Regions from separate parts of the Capsicum annuum genome. Here region 2 is linked to region 1. The links are chromatin contacts, called in public Hi-C maps. All regions are on one chromosome and are shown on one strand. The core of a region is the stretch at or near the end of the contact, and the rest is flanking DNA. Distances in the headings are between cores, read along the strand shown.

What was found. A called contact is a pair of places that touch in the nucleus more often than the background predicts.
Region 2: a Hi-C map of leaf shows a contact between it and region 1, with 3 times the contacts expected there. The contact joins the promoter of LOC107848475 here to the enhancer-like site in region 1. A contact is called at or near these places in 4 of 5 Hi-C or Micro-C datasets (bud, leaf and placenta).

The regions. Positions count from the first base shown.
Region 1 is chr11:219,307,199-219,312,409 of UCD10Xv1.1, reverse strand. It overlaps LOC107848347 (bifunctional aspartokinase/homoserine dehydrogenase), which reads right to left. Exons shown (of 12, transcript XM_016693098.2): 11 at 4,258-4,327; 12 at 3,311-3,719. The coding sequence ends at 3,594. LOC107846912 (salutaridine reductase-like) reads left to right here. Exons shown (of 5, transcript XR_007047025.1): 2 at 1-69; 3 at 333-410; 4 at 1,361-1,543; 5 at 2,432-3,095. Among protein-coding and RNA genes, the nearest start is that of LOC107846912, 5.4 kb to the left of the region's middle. Within about 2 kb of position 2,734, at least 3 of the 5 cell types and tissues checked have an H3K27ac peak or open chromatin away from gene starts, as enhancers often do. A contact at or near this core is called in bud and leaf, where this site is marked.
Region 2 is chr11:219,610,237-219,615,447 of UCD10Xv1.1, reverse strand. It overlaps LOC107848475 (60S ribosomal protein L30), which reads right to left and starts at 3,232. Exons shown (of 5, transcript XM_016693246.2): 1 at 3,075-3,232; 2 at 2,837-2,942; 3 at 257-358. The coding sequence starts at 3,095.

The DNA of each region.
Region 1 (5,211 bases), core at 1,485-3,984:
TGATGGTTGTCTTAACAGCAAGAAACGAAAAGAGGGGAATGGAAGCAACATCCTTGCTGAATAAACAAGGTTTTTCGAATGTTGTTTTCCATCAGCTTGATGTTCAAGATGCTCGGACCATCGAGTCCTTGGCAAAATTCATACAAACACAATATGGGAGGCTTGATATTTTGCTAAGATTATCACCGAACTAATTTCCCGGGAAAGTTGCATAGAGTTATTGTGTTAGATAAACTCGCTATGATAGCATAAGATTCAAAGACTTCAAGTGTATTGCTCTTTCATTCGATCTTGAAGAACATATTGGAAAGTTGCTGATTAAATTTCTGCAGGTAAATCATGCTGGAGCTTCTGGAGTTGTAGTTGATGAAGATGTCCTAAGGGCATTGAATGTAGATCCTGAAGACTGGGTAAGATAATTTGCTCAGTGCTTAGTTTGTGTTTATTATGGATTTCACATGGTAGTTGAGCGATATGCGATTCAATCCCATATCTGATTGAAAATTTTGGTCTTTGAGGTAGGCAATAATGCTCGTATGATTTCTGGTCGTGCTCTGAACTAGTCTTAGAGGGATTATTTTATGTAGTTGTAACCCATAAGGATGAGATAGTAGTGGTAGGAACCATGATTTTCACTAAGGGGAGTCAAAACATAAAGAGATGAGCATACGAAAAACTCAAAGCGATTTAGCACATAGTATATAAACAGCTTTTTCTTTACCTATCTACACTCTGTAGTTTTCAAGGGAGTATCTGCCATTGCATGAGGGTTATCCCATCCCTCCTTATCTCCTTTATGTTTTTTGTTTGCTATATTGTTATCTGTCCTGAACCGGGGGTCTATTGGAAACAGCCTCTCTATTTCATCTGAGGTAGTGTTATGGACTACATGCACTTGTGGTATGGACTACATGCACTTACCCTCCCCAGACCTCACTTTGTGCGAATACACTGGGTATGTTGTTGTTTTTGTTTTCATAGTGAGATACCGTAACCAAAGAAAAGATTTGTGGTGGGGATGGTTAGAGTAACCAAAGCCATCGGAACTTCTATTTTATACCTCGGAAAAATCCATATAGATGGCAAAAGCTCATGACAATAGTAAAGACTCTAAGTCGGGATCGCTAACAAGTTCTCAACAGACTCACTAAGTCTGGATCACTAACTAATTCTAATCTAATATAGCAGGCTAATTATCCAATATAATTGAAAAAAAAAGTCTTTTTTGTATACTTTCCCTGGTTATGTCGTTACTGCCGGCTTTATGCAATCGATATAATACGGTTACCTTTATTTTTGATTGAGGTATTATTATATTGATGTAAATGGGACTTACCAATATGCTTATCGTTGCAAACAGTTAGCAGGGAAAGCTGTCAATGTCATTCAAGTTGCGATGAAAACAACCTACGAGAGTGCCAAATTATGCTTGGACACTAATTACTATGGTGATAAGAATGTTACTGAAGCTCTTCTTCCGCTGCTACAAAATTCTACTTCAGCAAGAATTGTTAATGTTTCCTCCCTTAGAAGTGAACTAAAGGTAAGACCCATCTTTCTATTCATTTCTTATAGAGTTGCCAGAGCAAAGTTAGTAGAAGTTTTTGCACGGTTTGCCACCGTTTAGCACAAGCCCGCACCCATAAATTGATTATCAGCGCGTCCACAATTCCTGTTCTTTTGTGCTTTGAGTATTAGTTTTCAAGCTAGTTGTAATTTTGGCTAATATATTATCAGAATGAAACCTTCAATTTGTTTGAAGTGTCTCGTTTATCCTTGGTGACCGGTGATTAAGCCTAGAATTTTGTTAGGGTTGTTCAAGATTTAAGATGGTTCAGACAAGTGAAAAAGGTGTGTGTGGATGCGCCAGTAAGGAGATTTAAGAGTAGTTGTGTAGTCTCTTATTCTTCAGTGTGTATTTCTATCTGTTACTGCATTTGCTTTGTACCTTGTTAGTTTGCCGTCATATTTTTTTTTACAATCCTGCTTCCGAACTCTTCTTTTGAGCCGAGGATCTGTCAGAAACAACCTCTCTATCCCACAAAGGTACGGGTAAGGTCTATTACATCCTATCTTCTCAAGACCTCACTTGTGGGATTATACCAGGTATGCTGTAGTTGAAATTAATGTGCTAAGCCTAAGTGACCTTGCGATTTAAAAGTTTGCGCGACAATTTGGAAATCAGGTTCGAATCCAAGTAGAGTCGACTCTAGGTGAAGTCTTGTATTTCAAGGGATTGTATTAATTATCTCAATCAACATCCAAAGGACCATATCCTTATAACCTTGAGTCATTTTCAGTCTGAAAATTAAATCCAACAGATAGCAGACGGATCCTTGTGTTTTTCTTGATTGGTAATCGAAGAAACAAGATGGGAACACGATATCATAACATTTCATATTTCTTATCGATTTTTTTCATTCTCATGCAGCAAGTACCAAATGAGCAGAGGAGAGGAGAAAAGAGCTCGGAGATATTGAAAACCTAACAGAAGATAAAATCGACAAGATTCTCCAGAAATTTCTGTATGATCTGAAACAAGATGCTCTGGAAGTGAACGGTTGGCAGATGATGCTACCAGCATATAGCATTTCAAAAGTATCACTTAATGCTTACACCAGAATCCTTGCAAGAAGGTACCCGAAAATGTGCATCAATTGTGTCCATCCTGGATACGTCAACACGGATATAAACTGGCACACTGGAACAATGCCTGTTGAAGAAGGTGCTGAAGGACCTGTCAAGCTAGCTCTTTTGCCTGATGGAGGACCTACTGGTTGCTACTTTAGATATAACAATAACTACACCTCAGTCCCAAACAAGTTGGGGTCAGTTGCCATGGAATACAATGAGGTATCTGGTTGGATTTCTGAGCTGGGTTGGTGTCTGGTGGTTGTGTTAGTAGTTGAAGTAATGAAGGAAGCAAAGAGTAAACATTTGGTTCTTCTATTTGTCCATTTTACCAAACATTTTTTTTTAGAATGAAACATCATTAACATTTTGGTGTAATTCATTCTCTTTTACTCCCTACGTTCACTTTTACTACTTGTGATCCACGCGACTTATACAAGAATCCTATATCTTACCCACCTAAAGTTGTTCTGATTGAATTTTAAGGATCTCATTCGCTGTCAAAGCGCATTTTGTGAAGTGTTCTCTTGTCAAAGAGGCTAGAGCTAGGCCTAATTGCAAATGAAGCGAATTGTTGATTGTCATAAAGACTTATTTCCAGACCCCAATTGTCCCCCGGAAGGAATATGTGCATCTAAAAGATATCATGAAAGTCATCTTTCATGTATTTGGTTGGTGAGATAAATATTTTCTAAAAGTATATATCTGGAAAATGGAGATTATGAGCATGATCATAAAACATTTCATACATCAAAAGTTCAGGTACCAAAATGGTCTAGCACTGAGGCAAATATATGGCTCAATTTACACTTTCCATTCCAGTCGTTATGCAGCAATTTACTGTAAACTGGCAACTCCCGCGTATAGAGAAATTTTTCAAAATTCCATGTGCTAGCCGATGGACAAAACTTCTTTCGTCCTTTGAGTATTGGATGTTTGAATCGCAGTGTATAACACTTGGTTTATGGGAATAAATCTTGAATGTCAAGGATATCAGCTAGGACACCAGCTGCAGTGGTATCATTTCCTGCTCCAGCACCTTGGATAACCAAAGGTCGTTTCTCGTAACAACGGGTGTATATCTCCACCTGTAGACAAACGAAGACAGACACAGAGTCACCATTGCCCTTCTTCGACAAATGCAGTCATTAATCTTACTGTTTGAATAACTTCCTACGTTCAAGGGGTACATTTTAGGATTAAGGTAGAATCGAAGACCTTAGCTGCACAGTTTTGCAAGGCAACACCAGATGATGCATAGTGTAAGACAAAGCAAGGCGTTCGCCTAGGCATGGGTAAGGATGTAGAAAAGACATATTCATATTCTTTAGAATCACAGCATGATGGTATAGTGCACTTGCTACAATTGGGAGATCGATTGAACGCACAACAGTATTAAAAGAAAAAAAAAAATATCAGCAGCATGATGTTATACATGACTACACTGACATCACAAAAGGGGTTTGGACAATTAAAAATGTTTTACCTTGATAATCTAATAACGATGCATACTATGTAGTTAAACATCCATAGCAATTGAGAGTAAATTCCCAACGGAAAAAAGGTAACGGAATAAGGATGGACCAAGAAACAGCAAAATGGGAGTTGAAAGTGCACAATTCATACCACGTTATCACTTCCGCGTAATCTTCCCAATGCAGAATCTTTTGGAACTTCTTGGATGCCAACTTCACACCTGAAATGAGAGATATTAGTGTTATGTAGACAGAAAGTGCTTCCAATAATCACTTTTGCAGAAGCAGAAGGCGCTGTCTTCTATGCTATTTATTTTAGGGGAGCTGTTTGTAGCAGTTGATTTTGCAAGAACAAATCATAATAGTTCTAAAGTAAACACTTATCAAGAAGATAGAAACATACAACAACAACAACAACAAACCCAGCATATTCCCACATAGTGGGGTCTGAGGAGGGTACAATGTACGCAGTCCATACCACTACCTCCGAAGAAGTAGAGAGGCTGTTTCCGATAGATCCCCGACTCAGGACACAATGACAGTAAACAAAATCGTCATAGAACAAGAAACAAGATATAGTAACAGAGATACAACACCCACAAGGAAATACCATATGCTAACAAACCAAAGACACACACCTCCCCCCAACCCACCTAACTAGACGCTCCAACCTATGTACAAAGCCCTATGACTACTAGCCAAGCTACCCCAAAGCACTCCTAACTACTGACTACGACTCATCCACACACAATAGCCCTCTATCTTAATATGCGTTCTCCATACCTTCCTATCTAGGGTCATGTCGTCAGTAAGCTTTAACTGCTCCAAGTCACGTCTAACCATCTCTCTCCAGTATTTCTTTGGCCTACCCCTACCCTGCCTAAAACCATCCAAGGCCTTACGGACAGCAACTCTATAGAATTCACCTTTTAGCTTGGGAGGCACCCTTTTGTCACACAAAACCCCCGAGGCGAGTCTCCATTTCATCCATCCTGCCCCAATACGATGAGAGACATCCTCATCAATCTCTCTATTCCCTTGAATCATGGCTCTAAGATACTTAAAACTATCCCTTTTACAAACCACCTGAGAATCCAACTTCACT
Region 2 (5,211 bases), core at 1,983-4,482, 300 kb before region 1:
ATCCAACCATCACTTAAACTTAGGAACTGTGCTTTATAAATCTTGTATAGTCAATGAATTTATGAGGAATTTGTTAATACAAAGCAGTCATCAAATGGAACTTTCATAGAACATTTCCAACAGTTCGAACAAACAAAAGGTACTGAAAATCAAAGTAACATAATTCAGATTCCAAGATAAAGAATGTTATGAAAGCACAAGAAAAAGGTTCAGACATCTAAATCTTACAGTTCATACACACAAGAGATGTACTTACTTCCATTGTAGTGGTGGACTCCAACCTTTGCCAACATAGCGTAATACTCTATCTCGGACTTCCTGAGTGGAGGGCAGTTGTTGGCAATGATGATAAGTTTTCCTGTAATTTGCCAAAGCAAAACTTAGAAACTCAAGCTACATCACAGTCAATACAACTTTCTCATAACAGTACATATCCATAATCAGCGACAACAATAACATTTTTCCCGTTCAACTTGTAAAGATCAATCTCTAAGATGCCAGAAAACAAACACATTTTGAAGATATATAATGCCATCATTCTCAATATTTAATTTTAATCAACATAGCCATGGCAACAAAGTTAAAATTTCTCATTAAACATTTACCGCATAGTTTACTAACCTAAAAGAGTTTTGAACTACAACCAGCAAGAATACATAGGATATATTCAATTTAAAAAAAAAAAAAAAAGAGAGAGAGAAAGAATACAGAGAATATATACCTAGAAAAAATTTAAATCAGAATGACATTTCTTGTCAAACAAAACCCATGTTTGATCATCTACTGTGCATAATAATCTGCTAAAGATGAGCTTTCTAACACTACTTCAATCAAACATTAACATATCTTTACCAGCTGCGTGGCTTAACATACAATGAAAAACCAAACAAAGTTCACGGTTGACCATCTACAACTATGCATAATAATCTACCAGAGATCAATATTAATTAGTATTCACACAGTACCTTATTGATCAATTTTTACTATTGTATGTAGCTTATTTTGCTTTGTTCAGCTTTGATACAAGTCAAATGGCCGCCTTAGCTTTTGATGACATTTTTGGAGGCCAACACCTAAAGGCTCAAGACTTGGTCGCACCGAGAGCACAAGGATATGCAAGGAAGGCCCGTTTTGAGCATGACTTAAAGCAATCCCGTGTACGGAAGGTTGCTTGGAAGCTTACATTGATGGTAACCCAAGAACCACAAGCTTACATTTTGGACAATTCATATTGTCTTCCAACAGACCAAGGCCACCCTTGGTCATTAAGGGTAGTGTGGTCTTTTTGTCTCCTTTTGTAATATACTATAAGTAGTACATTTTAGGTGTTTTCTCTTTAGTTGATGAATGATGAAATATTGAAACATTGAAAGTCCTCTCTTTGAGAGTAGAACACCTTAGTTTAGTCTTAGTTAGGGCTTGGAATAGCCATTGTAGTTTAGGACTTGGAAAAGCCAACACTGACCTTTGCTTGGAAACGGTGGATCTTGAGGTGCGTTGGTTCCCTTGGCGGTCACCGTAAGAGTGTGGTGTTGATTATTACATTCATTAGGGGTTAGTATTGAAATACACTTGGTTCTTAATCTTGTAATAATCTTTGTCTCACTATTTATCCTTTTCATTCTTGCAAACTTGTTGTGTTGTTCTTGTTCTCTACTCTCGGTTTGTGTTTGTTCTTGTTGGACGAAATTGTTGCCTTCTTGTTCTTCATTTTATGTGTTGTTAAGCTAGTTTGGGTTGGCTGAAATAGGCGTCAAACACCTTGTTATCTTCTCATTCTAGTGTTGTGTTGTGAATCCGAGAGAGGTGTTTGTGGACTGTTTTGAGTCACTTCGTGAGTTCCTTGTTTTTCTTGTATCAATCTTGCTATTTTGTAGTCGTTATTTTCCTTCCAATCTATCTTTGCTTTCACCTCCTTTAAGTCTAGGATATATTGAAAACAGCCTACATCCTCACAAAGGTCCTATGCAGGGGTGGCACCACCTTATGGCTAGGGGGGTATTATCCACACAGCTATGCATGGTTAAATAAGGGGTGGAGCCACCTTATGGCTACCAGAGCCTCCTATTCACACAGTACCTAATTGATCATCTACTGTGCACATATTGTATGAACCCCCTTCGGCGGAAAATTATACTATTTACAAATGGTTAAAATTATTTTTTATGTATACATAGTTAATGTTGAACCCCCTTCGGCCATTTTGCACGAACCCCCTTGGTGAAAATTCTAGCTTCACCACTGGTCTTGTGTAAACCCTAACCCCCCCCCCCCAACACCCACACACACACGCACACAAATTACACTCAAGCATTCTGTTGGTTTGATCGAACATTTTTACATATACCAACTGCATGGCTTGACATCAAATGAAAAGATCTACGACTATAGCTATGCACAATAATGAGCAAAAGATCAACTTTTTAACACAACCTTGATCAAACATTTAACATAAATTCACCAGCTGCATCACTTGACATAGTTTAAAGAGTTTAAGTTTTGTGCACCATCGGTATACAAAATATTCTACACTAACAGGTAAACTTACCTGCTGTTGCAGGTTGACCAATTTTTTCTTTTTTCAATTTTTATGCAAAATATTGGGTAACCTGCTATAGTGTAAAATATTTTGTACACTGACCGTGCACAACACTTAAACTCTGCTTTTAAAATGCAAACATAACCATGTTTGACCATCTACAACAATGCATAATAAGGTCACTTGTACCATTACACTGGGAATCTAGTTGTTGTTCTACTTTATTAATCATAAACATACAATTATTACATTTAAATGCAAAACAAAAACAACAAACTTAACTAAAAAAGAACTGACCTTTAGAGTTCCTAAGGGTCTTAAGAACAGTCTTATAACCCAAAGTATATTTTCCACTCTTCATCACCAGAGCCAACCTATTGTTAATGCTCTCATGGGTCTTCTTCTGCATTCCCAAAAACAAAAAAAAAAAAAAATATCTTTAATATTAAAAAAAAAAATGCATTTTCTTGATTTAATTGTTAAATCAAAAAAAAATTATATGCAGAGATTAATAAAGAGAGGATTTTGATTTTACGGTTTTCTTGGCGGCAACCATGGTGGCTCTGCTAGTGGGAATGCGGCGGTTTTGGTTTTTTGGCTAATAATAATAATGGAAGTATAGAGCAGCACTACCGAGTGAGGATTGATGAATGAGATTAGGGTTTTTGAACCTGGGGTAAATGAATTATGGGCCTTTATTGTTTGGGGTGGGGTGGGGGGTAAAGGCCCAATTCGGGGGTTCGAACTAAGGCCCAATTTTTTGTAAGAACAATATAAATTCTCATAGTTTGGAGTTTAATTACTGAAAATTCTGATATTTTGCCTAATTATAGAAAATTCCGATTTTCGCTCTGCCCTGATAGATCCAACAAAGATATATAATGAGTTCCTGATAAAAAAATTTTCAATTTTGAATCTGTCGAAATACATAATACATCCAACGAACATACATTTTTTCCTTTGGAAAGATACATAATTAGATTCAATATATTTTTCTGATTTTAGATCTATCAAGATACATAATTAAAGAGACATAATTAGCTCCCAATATATTTTTTTCGATTTTGGATCAATCGAAATACATAATTAGCTCCCGATACATCAAACGAAGATACATAATTTGTTGAGATTTTTATAATTATTTTGTAAGGTGGGGATTTGTGTAAATATATTAAGTTAAGGTGTACGTTTATGTTATTTTTCGCAATTTTATTAGTTCATATTATGCAATCAAACTTGGAAACAGCCTCCAAACTTCATCTGAAGTGGTGGTATGGATTGCGTACACTTTACCCTGCTCAGACTCTACTTTGTAGGAATACATTGAGTATGTTGTTGTTGTATGATATGCAATCAACCCATTTTAAGAATATTTGGTTGAATTGTTTGGTTGAAATAGTGTTCGGTAGCCATTATTCATTCTTATTTATTTGAAAAAAAAAATAGTTATATTCTGAGGTCTCAAATTGATTTATAAGTGATTACTTTTCAATTGCTAAGGCTAAAAATAACATCTTGCACAGCTGCAGAATAAGATTATGTATAATAGATTTTTATGATCCAATTCTTTTTTAAATATTGTGCATAATGAGAATTTAATGCACCGAGCTGTCATTTTTGGTTAAGGCTCCAAAACAACTATTAGTAAACTTTGGAGAATGATAATTAAGGATTTGCAAGAGCAACATGCTATGAGCAATTTGGTTTCGTGGGGTGGGGGGATTTGAACTAAGGCCCAATCCTGTGGCCCAATTATTGTTAGTTCTTGGAAGTGAAATCAACCCAATTTCAAGAATATTTGTTTGAAATCGCATTAATCAGGCATTTTTTTGGTTTTCATTATGTAAGCTTAATCATTGTTCTGAAGTTTCAAATTTTATAATAGACTGGTAAAATATACGAATGATTAATTTTCAATTACTAAGGCTGAAATAAATTTCTCGCAAAAATACAAAGTAAGATTGCATACAATAAATCCTTTTGATTTGGCTCTTTCTCAAACTCCAAACATAGCAGGAAAAGTTTAGTTATGCTAAAAAAAAATGACCATGGTGAAGTTTGAAGAATAAGATTTGTTTTGCAAGAGCAACGTATTATGGGCCCTTTGTTATTTTAAAAGGGAAAAGGACACTCTATAACACCTTTTAAAACAAATAGCTCAAGTTTGATATTTTTCCAAAATGTGGTTAGTTAGATATACTATTTTCACTTTATAATCATTTATTAATTTGGGTCATTTTGGCTCACGTAGTTCAAATACAGTTCATATACAATACTGATACAGTTTTCAACTTGGGTCATTCGATCCTTTTAAAAATATTTCAGTTTTCTTTTCCTATAAATTTTTTAACCGAAAAAATATTCTATTTTTTTAATTGTTTAGAAACAATAATTAGATATAATTATATAAAACGATATAATTATTATATAGAATATGCATCTATATAATATATATGTATAAAAATTGTATAGTTCTATCAAATATGTATATGTATAAAATATATATATATATATATATATATATATATATATATATAAAGTGTATAAAAATTATATAATTGTTGTATAAAATGTGTAAAAGAAATATACTGCATCAAAACTGTATAATTTTCGTATAGAATATTTATATGTATAAAATATGTATAGAAACTGTATAGAATGTGTGTAGAAAT